Regions from separate parts of the Mus musculus genome. Here regions 1 and 2 are each linked to region 3. A link is a contact called in public Hi-C and HiCAR-type data. All regions are on one chromosome and are shown on one strand. Each heading gives the region's core, a stretch centred on a gene start, on an enhancer-like site or on the middle of the called end of the contact. The rest is flanking DNA. Distances are from core to core; before and after follow the strand shown.

Region 1 (2,746 bases), core at 82-2,581, 1.1 Mb after region 3:
AATAGGGAAAAACAAGCCTCCCAACTAGATATTTTATGCAACCAAGCAAAACCTCCAGTTCTAGAAATAGGTTCCATATTTTTTGAGTCATTAGCTAAAGGGATCCCACAACCCACCCCCAAACATCACAGGCTATTACCAAGACTATTGGTTACTTTCTATCATCTGATGGTAGGCCCTATAAATGAAGACAATATCCCTTCAAACATGGAGAAATAAAGCTGGTATCCAACCAGAAGCATCACCCCTACTGATTTGTGTTCCTGGTGCTGAAAGTTGCTTTTCATGCTACCAGAGAAGAAAAGTCATCATGAATATCATGTACTCTCAAGTCCTATGTGTTAGAATTCTGACTAAATTCCACCCAACATTTACCTGACAACAGCCAGGTATGCTCTTCCCTACAGTTTCCTGGCAACAGCCAGGTAGGCCTGGCCCACTATAAAAGGGGCTGCTTGCTCCTTCTGCTCTCTCTTACTCTTGCCTCTTGCTTACTCTTGATTCCCTCTTCCCTCTTGCCCTCTTGCCCTCTTGGGCTTTTCCTTGTTTCCTTGCCACCTCTCTTTCCCATTCCCTTCTCCATCTCTCTACTTCTCTTCTCTTCTCTTCTCTTCTCTTCTCTTCTCTTCTCTTCTCTTCTCTTCTCTTCTCTTCTCTTCTCTTCTCTTCTCTTCTCTTCTCTTCTCTTCTTTCTCTCTCTCTCTCTCTCTCTCTCTCTCTCTCTCTCTCTCTCTCTCTCTCTCTCTCTCTCTCTTTCCCTCTGTCTGTCTTTCTCTGCCTCTACTACCCTCATAACTCCCCTCCTCATGGCCTGAATAAACTCTATTCTATACTATACTGGTGTGTGGCTGGTCCTGCGGAGGCAATCCCTTTCCCCATACCTCACCACAGGCCCATAGAACATATTCTGTCTCTCTTTATCTTTTTATAAATACATCACGATGTGTAAGAGAAAACACAATAATTGGAAATCTGTTCATGGTGTAAAGCTGTTGAGGAAAGAACCTGCTCAGCTACATCTGAGCAATAACTGCACATCTACAGTGACCACTTGAAAGTAGAAACAGACAGGCGGGATATGCTCAAGCATATGATCAGACACTAGATGTGCTTAGACAAGCAACAATGAGTGCAGCCAGCAGTAATGTAGACACACCCATGGATAAAGTGACCATGACCGCAGGTTTGGAAACTCCACTAAAGTCAAACTAGCGGAAAGTGAGGTGACATCAATTTCTGAAACCAGTAATTAGAAATAATAAGTTCAATGTCTGTGCTCCATGGAATGTCATGTGCTGTGCTGTTGCTCAATTCTGTTAAGTAATACTTCACTAGAAGTGACTCTGTGCTGGGTTACAGGAGTTTTAATTTCCGTGTGATGACCAATATTGTGGCTCTACATTATACAATACAGCATCTCTAGAGATGAAGTTCCATCTGGTAGCTAATTAAAAAAGTAACTGACATAAGCCAGATCCAGAAAGACAAATATCAAAAGTTCTCTTTCATGGGACTGCTTAATAAAAGAAAAAAAGTTGACTAAAATATAAGACAGTGATTTATAGAGGCTGGAAAACTGCAAACATGGGAGAGGACTATAAAGGGGGAGTACATTTAATTAATTGTATAGTATGCATGCATGTTTAAGTAGCACACAAACCTATTAATATACATAGATAATATATGTTAACAAATCACTATAGAATGTGGCCATTTCACTGAGTAACAAAACCTGTAACTATTAAAATCTTAGTAAAACAAGTAATACAGCTGGACATGGTGCTGTACACCACAAGCCCACAGTGAAGAGCAGATGCAGAACGGTACTAGGAAAGCCTTCCTTAATTATATAGAAAAAGACCCTATTTAAGTGACAATGACAAGAAAGGCAACCACATTTAACAAATAATATTTAGAGAGAATTATAAATGTCCTCATGAAAAGATTTTCAAAGAAAATCAGTTCTACATTTATACATGTACTTGAATTTCATTCCTTATGAGATTATAATATTTAGTGTCAACCAAATTGACTTTATATTAGACATCCCTGTACTTTCCCTAAAGTATACACACACACACACACACACACACACACACACACACACACACACACACACACATACACACACACACATACATACACACACACGCATGCACAAACACATACACACACACACATACATAAACACACATACACACACATACACACACGCATACACACACACATACACACACATACACACACACACACACACACACACACACGAGCATCTGAGGGCAGAATTATGAACAAGAAAGTCCAATGATAGAAATAACCTCAACCTTTTCTCCAGCTTAAAAAAATTATGTGAATTATCAAGGATATATTTGATTACATAAAGAAGTGAGCAAATGCTAGCCAGGAGATGTAGAATCTGAGTTATAACTTGAGGGGACAGAAGACCTCCCTGACACATTGGGGAGCTATTACACTCCCCATCAACTGGAGCCCTCTGAATGGAAGTAAAGTGGTGAGTCAGTGTGTTTGTACTATACGTCCCTTTCCACTATGCTATCCACTCATCCCCTTCCCACTCCTTTCCTTCATCTCATCCCATACTGAACAGTCTGGATTTTATCTTTTGATGAACATTCTTCAAATCCTATTTGTGGAGTCAAATGATAATGCTAAGTTGCCATAAACTAGTCACTGGTTAGAATCTACTCCCTATTATTGCCTTGAACATGAAGACAAGTGCATTCCC
Region 2 (2,700 bases), core at 12-2,511, 2.0 Mb after region 3:
AACAACCATCCTCATAGAGATGACACAAGTAAACTTGGACATGTTTGTAAAACTTAGGCTAAGGAAACAACATAGACAAATAGAAATGGCCAGTATCAAATCCATCAGTTTATTTGAGTATTTTATCATCAATAAGATCAACTTAAACTTGGTCCAATGATGAGATTTTCAATCATCATTGCCCCTTAATACATTAATATCCTAATGTATATATCTTGTCCTCATCACATTTTTTTAAACAGAAGCAAACTCTTATTCAGTATTTTTTTTAAATAGAGCTTTCAAATGATGTTAACCATTACACACTAACAAATGTGTAATAGATTGCAAGCTAGCATATATACATTAAGCAGAAATATGATGAAACTTGTATAAGAAATGACTATCATAGCAACTCTGCTAGGGGCTCACTAATGAAGACTTCCAAACTGTTCAATGTGGAGAGTTCTTTATGAATAGGGGAAGTTATTAGCCCAGACCACACCCTGCCAGACAAGGACTTAAGAGACCCAAACACAGAACTGTCCCCTTAGCCATAGAAGGAAGATTTTATTACAGGACAAAAGAAGCTAAGATCTGCCTTGATGTAGTAGCAAACCCTAAGGGGTTCTCTTTTCCAACTGTGAGCTGTCAATCTCAGCAAGGGCTTTGTCTTCTGTATGCACCTTTACTAGAGAATACATTCTAGTATGTGGTGAGTTACCATGCTTAATTCTCCACTGACTTATTTTTAGGGATCTATGATCTCCATAACCAATAGGAGTGGCATACAATGGGCTGAAGACTAAAGCAGAGGCATGCATGACCAGCTGTTGGCAAATACTGACATGTGTCAGGACTTTGTCATAAGCAGTAAATGAACAATGTTGCCTGTGCAAAGCGACTTCAGTTCTAAAAGTAAATGCATGCCAGTCTAGCTCTTAATTAAAATTTTCTTATGCACATTTTTAGAAAACCCTCATGGACATAGATATGAGGAATTTGGCGTTTCCGTGATTTCAGGCAGATGGGAGGCCTCTTTTAGCTCGGTTAAACAAATTCTTCTACTAAGTACAAATGAGCAGCATGAGCAGAAGTTTAGGAAAAGAACAGCAGGGCACACAGCATTTCAAGCTTCTTCTGTCTGTCCTGCTGCTGCTGCTTCCGAGCTAATGGTCAGCATTTGCCAGACAGTTTCCACAGTGTGTCCAGACACCTATACAAAAGCTGCCTCCCAGATATGAAGGCCATGTTGTTTCCCCTCCTTTTTCCTTTGCTCACGTGGTTGTGCCCAGTTCCTTATCTAATTCTGTCCTGTCCTGTCCTTGATCTAGGCTAAGTGACTCATTACATAGCATGTCTTTCTTACTAAAGCTCTTACATCCTTCTATTCTTACATCTACTGAAAATTCTGTGGAAACTATGGAAACCACCCACCCTCACATGTCACTCCCATGTATAGACACATATGGGTGCACACACAATACAGTCCTGCTATGAGAAACATGTTCGGTTATTTATACATATCAGGTTGGCAGACAAATTCCGATCATTCTTCTAAAGCCCAGGCTAAGAAAATGACCATCAGAAGGAGCGCCTCCCTCTTCTATACTGATACAGCCATGAACTGTAGCACTGTAATCATCTTTAATACATTTAGGGTATAGTCTATGATCCAGTTTCATAGGTATTACTGAATGTGTAGTTGTGTATCCTCTGTGTGTGTGTGTCTGTGCATGCATGCATACATGCATGTGTATGCATGTGTGTGTGCATGTGTGTGTGCATGTGTATGGGCATGTGTACACCTGTGGTTCACATTTTGTCTATCCCTACTAAAATCATAAGCACCCAAAGAGCACTGCTCCTGCTGTACATGAATTCTGTCTTCCCAAGATCTAATGTGATGTCTCGAATGCATCAGTTTTATTTGTCAACAAATGGGTATAAACAGGGACATGGAGTACCCCCACCTGCTATGTAATCCAGATCCTGTTTGTGAATACTGGTTGTTCTTGATCAATACTCTTTCCAACACTAATTAGACTCTCAAACGACTAAACACTACTACTCACACTCTTTTGTCTATGTCTCCATGTTTAAATGCTATGAAATTTTAATTTCTTCCAAATACTAGGTATTAATTTAATTAATTTAATTAAAACCTAGTATTTCAGCTATATATCAGTCTTTCTTTTAACAAATTTGAATAAGTGAAACCTTATTGGAATTTGATTCTGTGCTTTAGAATATGATTTTTGAACTTTTTCGTGAAATTATACTGCCCAATTTCAATTCCTTTAAGTAATTAATTGTAGAGCTGGCATCAAATCCATGGCCTTATGCATTGTCAGAACACGTTCTGCTACTGAACAGTATCCCTAGCCCCAAACTTAAGAATTTGGGCAAAATATTTTTTTCTCTTACTGAAAACAATCTTTCCCTCACATAATATATGTCAGTTATGGTTCCCCCTCCCACAACCCCTCAAAGTTCCTCCCCAAGTCCCCTTCCTTATGGATCCATTCCCTTTTGGTCTCTCACTAGAAAGCAAACTGACTTCTAAGGGATACTAATAAGATTAGAATATGATATAATAAGATAAACAAAAACTAACATTAGGATAGGGCAAAACAAACCAAAGGAAAGGAACTCAAGAAACAAATATAGACGCAGAGACCCACTCGCTCACCATAATATATACACAAAGAACATGTAGGG
Region 3 (2,700 bases), core at 35-2,534:
AGTTCATGCCTTTGAAACCTATTGCCTATTGCCTTTAGAGTGACTTTAGTGTAAAAACTTAAAATAGGCTGATGATCATGTCTGGAGCAAAGGTCACCCCCAAAGATGACACCTAAGCTGCACCCATTCCGTCTGTCCTCCAGCCTTGCTAAATATGTTTCTAAAGCACAATGTCCTAAAGGAACAAAGTTCCTCCCTTGACATCAGTTCAAGAAGGTCAAGAAGACAACACTAGGACAAGTCATTTGAGTGACCAGACCTTGCTTTCAGACTCCACAGTGGGGTCCTGGCGTCTGGAATAAACAAAAGCAAGAGAGGAGAGGAATGGAAACCAGCACTGAGGGCCAGCTGGCTGCATCCGAGGGTGGGGTTTGGTGGAGGTAGGTAACTAGGACCCCTCCTTCAATTCAACAAACACCTTCTGGAGCCTGACTCTCCAGGACGCTGGGTTTTGCTACAGGGAGAGTCAGAGCCACACCAAAGGCATGGAGGCTGAGCTGTACCTCTGGCCTGGGGGAACTACCAGCTGTGCTCTGGGGTAGAAGGTAGAGTGGGGGTGCAAAGAGCCTGCTAAGGTCTACAGCCCAGGAAACCCCTGTGGCACCAACAGGATCCTTCAGTGTGCACCAGGGCAGGTAGAGGTCTGCGGCTGTATACCACCCAGGCTGGCCTCAAACCCTGTGCCACCATGTCTGACACTGTCTTGAGGGTTTATCAGCATCCAACCATGTGACTTTTACACAATGCCTATGGCAGTCTGGAGAGTGGAAAGGGTCTTTTCTCCCTTTTGACTAAACGATGAGTAAGCCACACTTTCTTGTGTTTGAAATGGCTTTAGAGTGTAGAAAAATATCCACACGACCTGTCGGTTGGTATTGAGTACTGATAGCTACCAAGGCTGGCAATTAGAAAAGAAAAAAATAGCTTGGGTCAGGAAAGCAAAAAGGCATCCAGTCTCTTAAGACACAAGGCTCTAAATACCTCCCAGGGTTCCACAAAAGGCCATGCTTGTTTTTTCTTTTGACTTAACTCATCCTGTTTCTGTTTCCAGAGCCCCAATGCAAGTGGAATTCATCAGCCAAAAATACAAATAAGAATAGAAACGGGGAAAAAAAATCTGCTTCTTCTAAAGACTTTTAACGTGCATTCAGCTTGCTGTTACTAGATAAGGACTAAGTCCTTTTCTGTGCTGGGAACCCTAAGTAGTCACATAGGCCTATTATGTCTTAAATGCTGCCCGTGGCCCTGGAACAATGAGCCTGAGGTCCAGGAGCTGAAGCAGTAGGCAGCCTGCCAAGTTCAACACAGGCCAGTCTGAAGAGCAAGGCCTGCTGGGAGCTGCTTCCTGCTCTGCATAGATGCAGGGCAAAGATTTTCCATGCTGGCTTTCAGCATGCACGTTCCACACCGAAGGCCCAGACCAGTGATGACCTGTACTGACATTTTCCATGACATTCTTTGTTTTGTTTTCTGCTTGATAGTATAACTTCGGGGTTTCTTTTTTTGTAACAATCGCTTGGCAAAGATTACTCTTAGATGTCATAGGGGAGTCACCAGACACAGCTAGATTCTCCCCTGGGCAGACATCTCTTTTTTAAATGGAGCTTCATGGGAATTTACTGGATTATTTGTGGAGGAACCCTTTGCTGCACAGCTGTTGGTCAAGAATGTGCCTTGCTTGTGGAAATAAAAGAAGTGGCAGTGGAGCCTTATGATAATGTGCATAAGGAATTAAAAACTGAATTTAAAAATAGGAAATGCAGGGTGCTGGAGAGATGGCTCAGTGGTTAAAAGCATGGCATTGCTCTGAGCTCCTCCCTGATCCACAGTCACCTGTTAATGCCAACTCTGAAAGTCCTGACTTTCAGCTTTTTCTTGACTCTGGACGCCTGTACTCACCTAAACACAGACAAATACTCACGCACACACATTTTAAAAATCTTTTAAAATGGACTACATATTGCTTTATCTCCATTTAGAGCAACATTCTTGTAAAGTGCCATATTTTTTGCCTACATTTGCCTTCATTGGAGACACATCACATGCCCTTATAGCAACCAGGCTCAACCTCCAAGAGAATGGTTGATACTAATTGTCTTCTTTGCTGCACTTGGTGGCAAATGACCTGTACTGAGCATCCAGGAGTTTTTCACCCAGTACTGAACTCACATTGCTAGGTTTTCACGTCAGAGGAAATACAGCTGCATGCATTCACTGTGTGGCAGTCTCCAATACGACGCTTTCCAGGGGAGTTTTAAGATCAGTTTAGACTTTGCCTAATTTTTTTTTATGCATACATAACATGGATTCCACTTGGTGTGTGGCAGTGGTCCACGCCTATCCAGAGTGCTACTAACAAGAATTTATTTCCTTTGGGACATGTTTGGTATACTTCCAAAAAGTTCTTTGCTATGAGGACTCAATGAGTTTTCTGGAAGAGACAATTGCTGACTTTTGCCAGGAACCAAAGGCTCCTTCTGTTCCCTGAGCTTGGAAACGAGGACCATTGCTCCGCATGACTGCTACTCACACTTATGCAGCTTAAAGATATTTTATTGACTGTTTTGCATTTAGTGCTCCATCATGTAAATTACTGTACAGGTGTGCTGGCAGATCTCAGAAGATGTTTCCATAAGACTATTGAAAGAACTCACATGCTTTTCAGCAGACAAATCTTAACTGGGATATCTCTATACAAGG

What was found. Hi-C and Micro-C count contacts between places; a contact is called where the count stands out from the background. HiCAR-type assays count read pairs that join an accessible place to other places.
Region 1: a contact with region 3 is called in a HiCAR-type map of fibro-adipogenic progenitors, with 9 times the contacts expected there. The contact joins two enhancer-like sites. A contact is called at or near these places in 1 of 15 datasets of contacts at CTCF or cohesin (large pre-B cells), 3 of 484 Hi-C or Micro-C datasets (adipose-derived mesenchymal stem cells, embryonic fibroblasts and ventricular fibroblasts) and 2 of 115 datasets of contacts at active chromatin or transcription factors (cardiomyocytes and fibro-adipogenic progenitors).
Region 2: a Hi-C map of regulatory T cells shows a contact between it and region 3, with 2.3 times the contacts expected there. The contact joins two enhancer-like sites. A contact is called at or near these places in 2 of 15 datasets of contacts at CTCF or cohesin (the NIH/3T3 cell line and large pre-B cells), 46 of 484 Hi-C or Micro-C datasets (the AtT-20 cell line, B cells, CD4 T cells and 26 more) and 5 of 115 datasets of contacts at active chromatin or transcription factors (PVALB interneurons, astrocytes, bone marrow-derived dendritic cells and 2 more).

The regions. Positions count from the first base shown.
Region 1 is chr10:38,135,035-38,137,780 of GRCm38.p6, forward strand. No RefSeq gene overlaps it. Among named protein-coding and RNA genes, the nearest start is that of Gm31378, 14 kb to the left of the region's middle. Within about 2 kb of position 1,332, at least 6 of the 459 cell types and tissues checked have an H3K27ac peak or open chromatin away from gene starts, as enhancers often do. A contact at or near this core is called in fibro-adipogenic progenitors, where this site is marked.
Region 2 is chr10:39,048,725-39,051,424 of GRCm38.p6, forward strand. All of the region lies in intron 11 of Lama4 (laminin, alpha 4), which reads left to right. Among named protein-coding and RNA genes, the nearest start is that of Fam229b, 84 kb to the right of the region's middle. Within about 2 kb of position 1,262, at least 8 of the 459 cell types and tissues checked have an H3K27ac peak or open chromatin away from gene starts, as enhancers often do.
Region 3 is chr10:37,077,352-37,080,051 of GRCm38.p6, forward strand. No RefSeq gene overlaps it. Among named protein-coding and RNA genes, the nearest start is that of Marcks, 60 kb to the right of the region's middle. Within about 2 kb of position 1,285, at least 100 of the 459 cell types and tissues checked have an H3K27ac peak or open chromatin away from gene starts, as enhancers often do. A contact at or near this core is called in fibro-adipogenic progenitors, where this site is marked.